3 separate regions of the Mus musculus genome follow, and all the other regions are linked to region 1. Evidence: chromatin contacts called from public Hi-C and promoter capture Hi-C data. All regions are on one chromosome and are shown on one strand. Each heading gives the region's core, a stretch centred on a gene start, on an enhancer-like site or on the middle of the called end of the contact. The rest is flanking DNA. Distances are from core to core; before and after follow the strand shown. Region 1 holds the start of Vezt (vezatin, adherens junctions transmembrane protein). Region 2 holds the start of Ube2n (ubiquitin-conjugating enzyme E2N). Region 3 holds the start of Nedd1 (neural precursor cell expressed, developmentally down-regulated gene 1).

Region 1 (2,717 bases), core at 59-2,558:
GTTCTTATAAAGAGACTGTCCCTTGGACACAAATTTGGAAGATTAGAAACTGTTCCTTAAAAAGGTCACAACACAATGAGCCAAAGTGCTTAAATTCACACAAAGGTAAGGAGAGGCTTTGTCATTTGGGTGAGTGGAAAGGAGGCAGACTGAAAATAGGGCTTTGTTTACACAGTCCAGGTACGAGGGGGGTGGGGGGGGGAGGAAGAAAGGAAGGAAGGAAGGAAGGAAGGAAGGAAGGAAGGAAGGAAGGAAGGAAGGAAGGAAGGAAGGAAGGAAAAGGTGAAGATGAGCAAAAAACAGGGAGGGGTAGGTGCAGGGGAGGGGGCAACTCGGTTTTGTTTTATTTTACCAACTAATAGTCCATACTCACTCAGGTAATAGGGCTCAAAACACCAGGGTGCAAACAGCTCTATCCAACCCTCCTTACAAGCGCGAAGAGTTTCAGTCAATAAATACTAGGTTTTCAAGCAACGCGGGCTAGTGGCGGAGTTTCTTCAACTCGCTGGAAAACTGTCCTAGCTTAGAATAACTGACTCCTCCACACCGGACTCCACGCTTCCCACACCGCGCACAGGCAGCGACAGCGCCTAAGTCACGGAACCCGAGCAAGCTCCGCGACGCCGTCCCATCACCTGGGCTCAGGGGTGGGGGACGCATCCCGGGGACCCCACAGCGGGCGCGGGCGACCGGCGCCAGTCCCGCACCGCCCACCCGCGGGGAACGCAGCGGGAGCCGGAGCCCGCCGGCGCCCGCCGCGACTACTCCCCAGCCCGGCGCGAGCGCAGCCACTTACCCGCGGCAGAAGTCATGACTGCCCCGCGCGGCTCACGCCCTCAGTCCATGGCTCCCGTTCAGTCCACACTCCCCAGAGTTTGAGCAGAAGACAAAAGTCCCCGCAGCGCCCACATTCCGTCCCGCACCGCCTGAGCGCCTCACAAAGGACGGACGCCGGCTCCCGCGACCCTCCGGCGGACCCGGGCGCTAGCGGCCAGCGACAGGGGGACGTGCACGAGCGCCGCTCCGCCGCGCTCCGGGACGATCGCCAGGCGCGCGCACGAGAGGAGATCGCAGCGGCTTCGCGGACGCGCGCCCCACCTCAACTTGAGAGAAAAATCCGCGCTCCAGGCGCCCCCTAGTAGTCAGGGGATGTAAAAGGCAGACAAAAGCCATAGCTCTCTCCAATAGGAGCTCTGGAACGCCCGCCCGCTCCCGCCCCTCCAGCCTACACGCTCACCCTCTTCTCCAATAAGCAGGTCGGAAAGGGGCGTGGGTCGCGATGCATGCCGGGAGTTGTAGTTTTCAGTGCCCCCGAGGTGGGCAGGAGCCGAAGCCTGGGTGCTGCCCGCCCTCCTGCCTTCATTTCCCATCGTGCTGAGGCGGGTGGTATGGCGGAGAAGGATGACACCGGAGTTTGACGAAGAGGTGGTTTTTGAGGTGAGGAGAAAATGGCGGGGAGTGTGGACCGTCTTTGTTTCCGAAGGACTAAAGGAAGAGCGAGAAGGCAAAGCGATTCAGAGGGGAGGGATAGGGTGACGGGCGCCTGCGGGCCTGGGTCCCCAATCCTCCGCTGTTTCGGGGCCTACTTGCTGCAGCCGCCTGACAGGTATAGCTCAGGGGATCCTGGCGTGGTTGGCCTCTGCCCCGAGCTCGCCCAGAATTCCCAGACCCGGCGCAATTGACCGGCCCTGGGCGGGAGCCTTGATCGGTTCTTACCCTATGGCTGCACCGCCCTGGACTGCGCCTCGTTGGGGCGGGGCCGAAACGTGCTGGATATTCTGTCTACTACTTAACCTCCTTCCCTTTTTATCTTTGATTTTTGCGGGCCTGTTAATCCATAAGTGCCTCCGGTCATCATCATCATCATAATCATCATCATCAAGGTGTGGCCTCTGGAATGCAGGCAGGCAGCAGGTGCCTTTCTATGTGGGGTTTAAGGTCTGTTAAGTGAGACCTGTGGCCAATGGTGTGAGCTCTGGCGTCTCAGCACCTAGGTTCCATTCTTTTGTCCTTGCTGTTGCGCTAAGTGTAGCCAGTTCTGAATGGAAGCTCTGGTCTGGATGTGAATGCTTTTGTGTTGGACTATTTTAAGATGTCTCTGCCATCTTGAATTTAAAAAATAAAGCCTAGTTAATGGCTTTAGTGCCATTTTTACCCCATCAGACAGGTCAATACCCACACCCTGGAACGTGTATGTGTATGTATTGAATATGTATGCCATACTTTCCCTCAGCCAACTAGATTTCAGGGAATTCATACAAGAGAAAGAGAAGAAATCCCCCGTGGTGTATAATGGGAGGGTGAGGTACGGTACAGAATGTGAAGTATTGAGATATCTAAAAACTGCCCGTGGAAGCATAATTTGGAACCCATTGTCCACTCATAGCACTTTAAAAAGCTACACACAGCAAGTGATACCCTAGGTAAATCTTCAGCTCTGAATGAAATTAGGAAGATTGATGGGAGAAAATGTACTCCAGGAAAAGGGTTTTATGTATGCCAAAGATCGGGGTGGGGTGACAATACTGAACGTGCAGCTTTAGGGGCTGGAGTATGGAGGGTTGCAAAGTGACTTAATATAGCTACAGTATCGAGGAGGGAAATATGACTGCTTTGCTATTATGAAGGGTCTAGATATGAGGACTTGAGTAGAGAGGACAAAGGCATACATTTTGGAAGTCAGAAAAATTAATACTGACTTGGATATTCATCTCTAA
Region 2 (2,717 bases), core at 140-2,639, 1.5 Mb before region 1:
TAAGTAAATAAATAAATAAATAAAACAAATTTAAAAAGGAGATTCCAGTGCTCGTGGAAAATGTATTCTTCCTTTGTAAGAGTTTTTATCCTATGAAAGGGCTTGTTTTTCTAATTCAAGCACCTTTCTGTCAATGACACCCCAGCCTCACAGACATTTGTGACTGCCTGAAGAACTACAGTGTCTCACACCCTTCAAAGAGGCCCTCCACTTACTTTGTACAAATCTCCCCTAAAACTTTGGAAGAGTGGAACAATGCTATAAATATATGTTCAGTGGATTACAGCAAGCAAAGTGAAGCTTCAATTTGAGCACTTAGCTGGCAAACTGGGCAGTGCAAGATTTTTTTAACCAATTTCCTACATTAAAAAAAAAAACAGATGCCAAAAAATGTTAAAAATTTAGTTTTCTTGGGTTATAACACTATGAAGACTTAATGGTGTTATGTAAAGATTTTAGGAAATCAAGATACGAGGTTTATACCCCCGTGGTTCCTTATGTATTTATCAAAATTCAGTATCCCTAAAGAGCCCCAGGGCCGCTCAAATAAGGCGCACAAAAGCTGAGAGGCAAACTGTTTCACAGATCATCCCCATAACCGAGGCCCTTGAGGCCCTTGCCTCGGAGAAGAGAACAGTCTCCAAAGAGTTAGCCAGCCGAAGTACAATCACAGCGCTACCCAGCAGAAACACCGGGAAGCGAACGCGGAAGCCAGGGCAACCGGGCGGCCAGCCCCGGACGTCGCTAGGAGGTGCGGGGCAGCCAGGACCAACCTGTGCTGTCGCCGGCAGAACCCCGTGGCCCTCCCGGAGCGGCCTCTCCCGGCCCGCGGCCCCGCCCGGCTCTCGGGGTCGGTCCATTCATTCCGCACCCGGGACTGCCGCAGCCCCGAGCCCCTGCGGAGGAAGAGAAGGGAGCTCCGGGGCAGAGCGGCCGGCCACGGGCCACCACCCGCGCCCAGAGTCCAGGCCACGCCGCGATTCCCGCCCCGCGGAGGAACAGAAGCCGCCGAGGCCCGCACCGGTCCCGCGCCAGAGCCCGAAGCCCGCAGCCCCGCCCTCTCCCGGGCAGCCGCCAGGGCCTCCCCGGCCGCGGCCGCACCGCCCGGGCGTCCCGCTTGTCCGGCGTTCAGAGGCGGCCGGAAGTCTCCCCGGCGCCCCCTCCTCAGCGCCCGACTTCCTCGCCGCCGAGGCCGGACCCTTCTCCGCGATGCCTTAGAGAGGCCTCTCGGAGGCTGCGGAGGGAAGCGGACGGCCGCGCGGCCCGGCGCGCCGGAGCAGAGCCAGTGGCCCGAAGCCCGCCTGGGCGGTTACCTTGATGATCCTGCGGGGCAGCCCGGCCATCTTGTCAGATCCCGAGTTCGGCCTCTGCTCTTGTCTCCGGCTCCGCTCTCCTCACGCTCGAGTGGAAGTCCCGGGCTCCACTTCCGGGGAACGTCGCCGCGCCCGCCTGTCGCTACCTCCGCCGAGGCCCCTCGGGAAATGTAGTCCCTGCTAGGACGCGGGCTTCCGACAGCCTTCCCTCCGACCTGGTGGCCCCCTCCCCCGCGCTCCCCGCCCCAACCCCAGCCGGGGGTGGCGGAAGTGACGCTCCGCGGCGGGGCAGGGACTTGGGGGGAGGCGGCGCGAGGCGGCGCCGAGCTTCTTGGCCCGTGGCAGAATCGGCAACACTGGGCGGCCGGCGTCCACGAGCGAGCGCTGTACGTGCGACCACGCCTGCGTCGGGGGGCGACGTAACAAAGGCCCGGCCCCCGACGCAGCCCATTCATTCATTCGTTCCGTTTGTTCATTCAGCGTGTCCGCAGTGCGCGTGGCGGGCTGGCGCTGCAGCGGTTCCCTGCGGACAGGGCAGGCGGGTCGCGCGCTCCTCCTCGGTGGCGAACAGGCCGGAAGTCAATACCAAAGCTTCTAACTGGGAATAACGCTGCTTGCCAAGGACCACACACACACCCGCGACAAAAAAAATTTTTTCTAAACGTTTAAATTTCACATAAAAAAGGGGGCCTCTCTGGCGCTCCCCAAAAGAGAGTTCGGAACAAGGGAGGAGGCAAAAGGCACGGCCTCTAAACGCCTGGATCCTGCAGGATATTTAATCTTTGTGGTTGTTGGTTTTCCTGAGAAAGGGCTCCCTATGTAACCAAGTCTGGCCTGGTGCTCTCTATTCTGTACGCACCGAGCTGACTTGGAACTCGTGATTCTCCTGCCTCTGCCCCCTGAGTAGAGCTAGGCTTGTGCCACCACTTAAGGTTGAGCCTAGCAATCGAGATTTACGTGCTAACTAGAAGAAGGATCTGATTAGAGTGTAAGGGTCCATGCATGATTCGCTGAAGAATGATACCCCAGACCCAAACGGTATGTAAACGCAGAGAGGGCTTTATTCTGCAGAAGTCCAGCTTGCTAGGGTCTCTCATTCCAAGATGGAGACCTGGAAGTGAGCTCACAGTTCAGATTTAAAGCACATTAGGGGTGTGGTGGGGACATGAGTGGCTGAAAACTGTTGCTGAGGAAGTCTGGAAACTACTGCTGACCCACTGTCCTTGCTTCAGGCCAGGTGGTGGGGCAGCTTCTGAGGCCTGGACTTGCCTAGTTCTTAGAAACAGGGATTTAGGCCTCGTCTTCTGAATTGCCAATTTGAAGTCAGCCTAGCCTTCTCAAGGGGATAGAAAAGCCTGTAATCCCCAAAGGCGTTGGATTACTCATAGAATGAGGGCCCTAAAA
Region 3 (2,717 bases), core at 116-2,615, 1.3 Mb after region 1:
CAGATTACACAAGGCATATACTGCTTGCTCCCCGTCTTCATTTTATGGTTGTTCCTCACCAGCTTCCAGAAGCTGGAGAGACTTCTTTTTCTCCTAGGGGAGGTGGGGATTGGCACTTCTTAGGTTTCCAGTTGTTTTTGATATGGGTTCAGATAACTGGGACATTATGTATCCAGTTGAGAAACACATCCGGTGTGCACCTGGGACAAAGGAGCAACACTTTCCATAGGAACATGCTATCAGTGATGGAAGTAAGAACTCTCAACAGAGCAATCTTTTAGCAGGAATGTTGGGAAAACTCAGTTCATTGGCCCCTTTCTACCATGAAATACATTTCCTTCAAAAACAAAAAAACCAAAAAACCACTGAGTTGGTGTTCATGTACCTGAACAGCAGCATGTGAAGCTGCGGATGTGAAGATGGCTAGCTCAGAGGCTGAAGTCACTACTGGGTTTGTTCTCAGGGTTAGGGTTCGTTTTGGGTTAGATGTTCCTCTCCTCTGCTTTCCTCCTTTTCCCTCCCACCCCTTCCTTTCTCTTCCCCTCCTTTCCTTCTCCCACTCCTGCCACAATTTCCTCTCCATTCCCTCCCCTCTTTGAAACTGAGTTTCTTTGTATAACCGTCCTGGAACTCGTTCAGTAGACCAGGATGGATTTGAACTCACAGAGATCCCATTGCCTTTGCCTCCTGAGTGCTAGGATTAAAGGCTTGTACCACCACACCCCTTTGAAGTTAGATGTTTAACCTGCAGCTTTTCTTGGCTTCCTCTCAAGTAATCCTCTCCTAAACCAACCATGTTAATTGCCTTTATTATGAGCGTTCTTCTTTGTGATAACTGTGACACCTTTTTTTGTGGGAACTGAGAGTTGCCCGTGAATTCCCCATCTTTTATTCTTCTGTTTTGTTTTGTTCAAGACAGAGGTTCTCTGTGTAGTCCCTGGCTGTCCCGGAACTCACTCTGTAGACCAGGCTGGCTTAGAACTCAGCAGTCTGCCTGCTTCTGCCTCCCTAGTGCTGGGATTAAAGGTGTGCACCGCCACTGCCTGGCATTTTATTCTTGCCTTCCCTTTCCCTACAGAAGTGTTAATATTAACTTCCTAACTAGACTGTAATCTCCAGCAGGCTAGGGAACCTGCGTGTTGACTGACCTCTTGTCCCTTCAAGCTAAACACAGTAAGTGCACACCCACAGCCTAACTCAGCGCCTGGCACACAGTAGCCAGCAAACAAATGAGTGATAAAGGAGCAGTAGCTACAGGCTAGGATATCTTCCTCTGCACCGCCCCAGGGTGGGAGGCCACCCAGCACCCCCGCGGGCTGAGCGCTCGGGGCACCGCCTTTCCCGTGACGTCATGCGAGGCGGGACTTCCGGCCGCCCAAGTTTAACAGTCCAGGCGGGAGCCGGAAGCGCAGCGAGGAACGGGTGGAGCTGGGCCTCCCCTGTGGCCCCACGCTTGAGAGGTGAGGTTCCGCCTGACAGGGAGGCTCTGTGAGCGCGGTGGCCTTGGGCCGGGGACCCCCGAGGTCAGCCTCTTCGGTCCTGCGTTGGGCGGCAGCGGGCGCGCGCGCGCGCTGGAAAGTGGCCGGGGACCGGGCAGGACAGGACAGGACAGGACCGGGTCGCGGGCCCCGGATTTAAGGGCCAAGCTGCCCCGAGCGGCTCGTCCACCCCGACTCCCGGGTCTGGCTCGCCCGTAGCTGCTGAGCGCAGGCGCCCTGGGCTAGGGGTGCAACTCCCGAGAACTCTTCTTGAGCAGAGAGTGCAGTTGGTCGCTGTCGCTCTTCTTTCCCGGGATCCTCTCCCGGGGACTGATGTCAGAGCCCAGAAGCCAAGCGAAGGGACTGTGAGAGGTCTCCGTGAAGTCAGCCTCACTGAAGCTGTGTGGGTCGCTTAACTCTTCTGAAGAGCCTTGATCCACTCATTGCACCACACTGCACAGTAGGCTCCTTGTGTGGGGTTAGGGTAGCAGCAGCTTGCAGCTGTTTACTGTTCTTCAGAGTTCAACTTTTCTACCCTGTGTTTTTCCATGGGCCGGGGAACAAGGGGCATTGAGTAAGTGTTTTAGTCACCAAATAGAAACATTGTCTACAATTCAACAGGTGACTCTGCAAGTTTTTAGCCTCACCTACTAGGGGTCCCTTCTAACTCAGAACCACCCCACACACTACTGTATCCAAAAATATGCACAACAAATAACTGTTTTAATCCTTTCCATAAACTTTATTTATTTATTTATTTTTCCTCTTGAGACTCAATGATTTCTGCCTTATGCTTTTTAGTTTGTCCTCTGGAACCCAGATATGTATGATGCTTTTGTTGATGATGTGGGGGCGTGTCTTTGACCACTGTTGGCCTTTAACCTTGGTTAAATTCAGCCCCCTATGTCACCAGATGGAATCAATTCAGTGTGTTGTAGCTGCCGTAGCATCCCTTAAAAAAAAAAAAAAAAAAAAAAAGTAGGGCGTGGTGGCGCACACCTTTAATCCCAGCACTCGGGAGGCAGAGGCAGGCGGATTTCTGAGTTCAAGGCCAGCCTGGTCTACAGAGTGAGTTCCAGGACAGGCAGGACTATACAGAGAAATCCTGTCTCAAAAAACCAAAAAAAAAAAAAAAAAAGTAACCACTTTTTATTAGACTTCAAGTATCAATGAAACTGTGTTGACCTATAAAAAGAAACATATTTTGTGTGGCTACCATGGATTAAACACACACACACA

Evidence for each region. A called contact is a pair of places that touch in the nucleus more often than the background predicts. Capture Hi-C pulls out chosen DNA fragments and counts their contacts.
Region 2: a contact with region 1 is called in a promoter capture Hi-C map of liver, with 4 times the contacts expected there. The contact joins the promoter of Ube2n here to the promoter of Vezt in region 1. A contact is called at or near these places in 3 of 39 promoter capture datasets (hippocampal neurons and liver), 2 of 484 Hi-C or Micro-C datasets (CD4 T cells and CD8 T cells), 3 of 115 datasets of contacts at active chromatin or transcription factors (astrocytes, cardiomyocytes and pancreatic cancer cells) and 2 of 9 other capture datasets (adipose tissue and liver).
Region 3: a Hi-C map of CD8 T cells shows a contact between it and region 1, with 5 times the contacts expected there. The contact joins the promoter of Nedd1 here to the promoter of Vezt in region 1. A contact is called at or near these places in 1 of 39 promoter capture datasets (pre-B cells) and 2 of 484 Hi-C or Micro-C datasets (CD4 T cells and CD8 T cells).

Annotation. Positions count from the first base shown.
Region 1 is chr10:94,034,390-94,037,106 of GRCm38.p6, reverse strand. Vezt (vezatin, adherens junctions transmembrane protein) reads left to right here and starts at 1,308. Exons shown (of 12, transcript NM_172538.5): 1 at 1,308-1,437. The coding sequence starts at 1,402. It overlaps Fgd6 (FYVE, RhoGEF and PH domain containing 6), which reads right to left and starts at 1,106. Exons shown (of 21, transcript NM_053072.3): 1 at 797-1,106. The coding sequence starts at 812.
Region 2 is chr10:95,513,834-95,516,550 of GRCm38.p6, reverse strand. It overlaps Ube2n (ubiquitin-conjugating enzyme E2N), which reads right to left and starts at 1,389. Exons shown (of 4, transcript NM_080560.3): 1 at 1,314-1,389. The coding sequence starts at 1,343. Gm46239 (a long non-coding RNA gene) reads left to right here and starts at 2,295. Exons shown (of 2, transcript XR_001779843.2): 1 at 2,295-2,351.
Region 3 is chr10:92,721,066-92,723,782 of GRCm38.p6, reverse strand. It overlaps Nedd1 (neural precursor cell expressed, developmentally down-regulated gene 1), which reads left to right and starts at 1,365. Exons shown (of 15, transcript NM_008682.2): 1 at 1,365-1,460.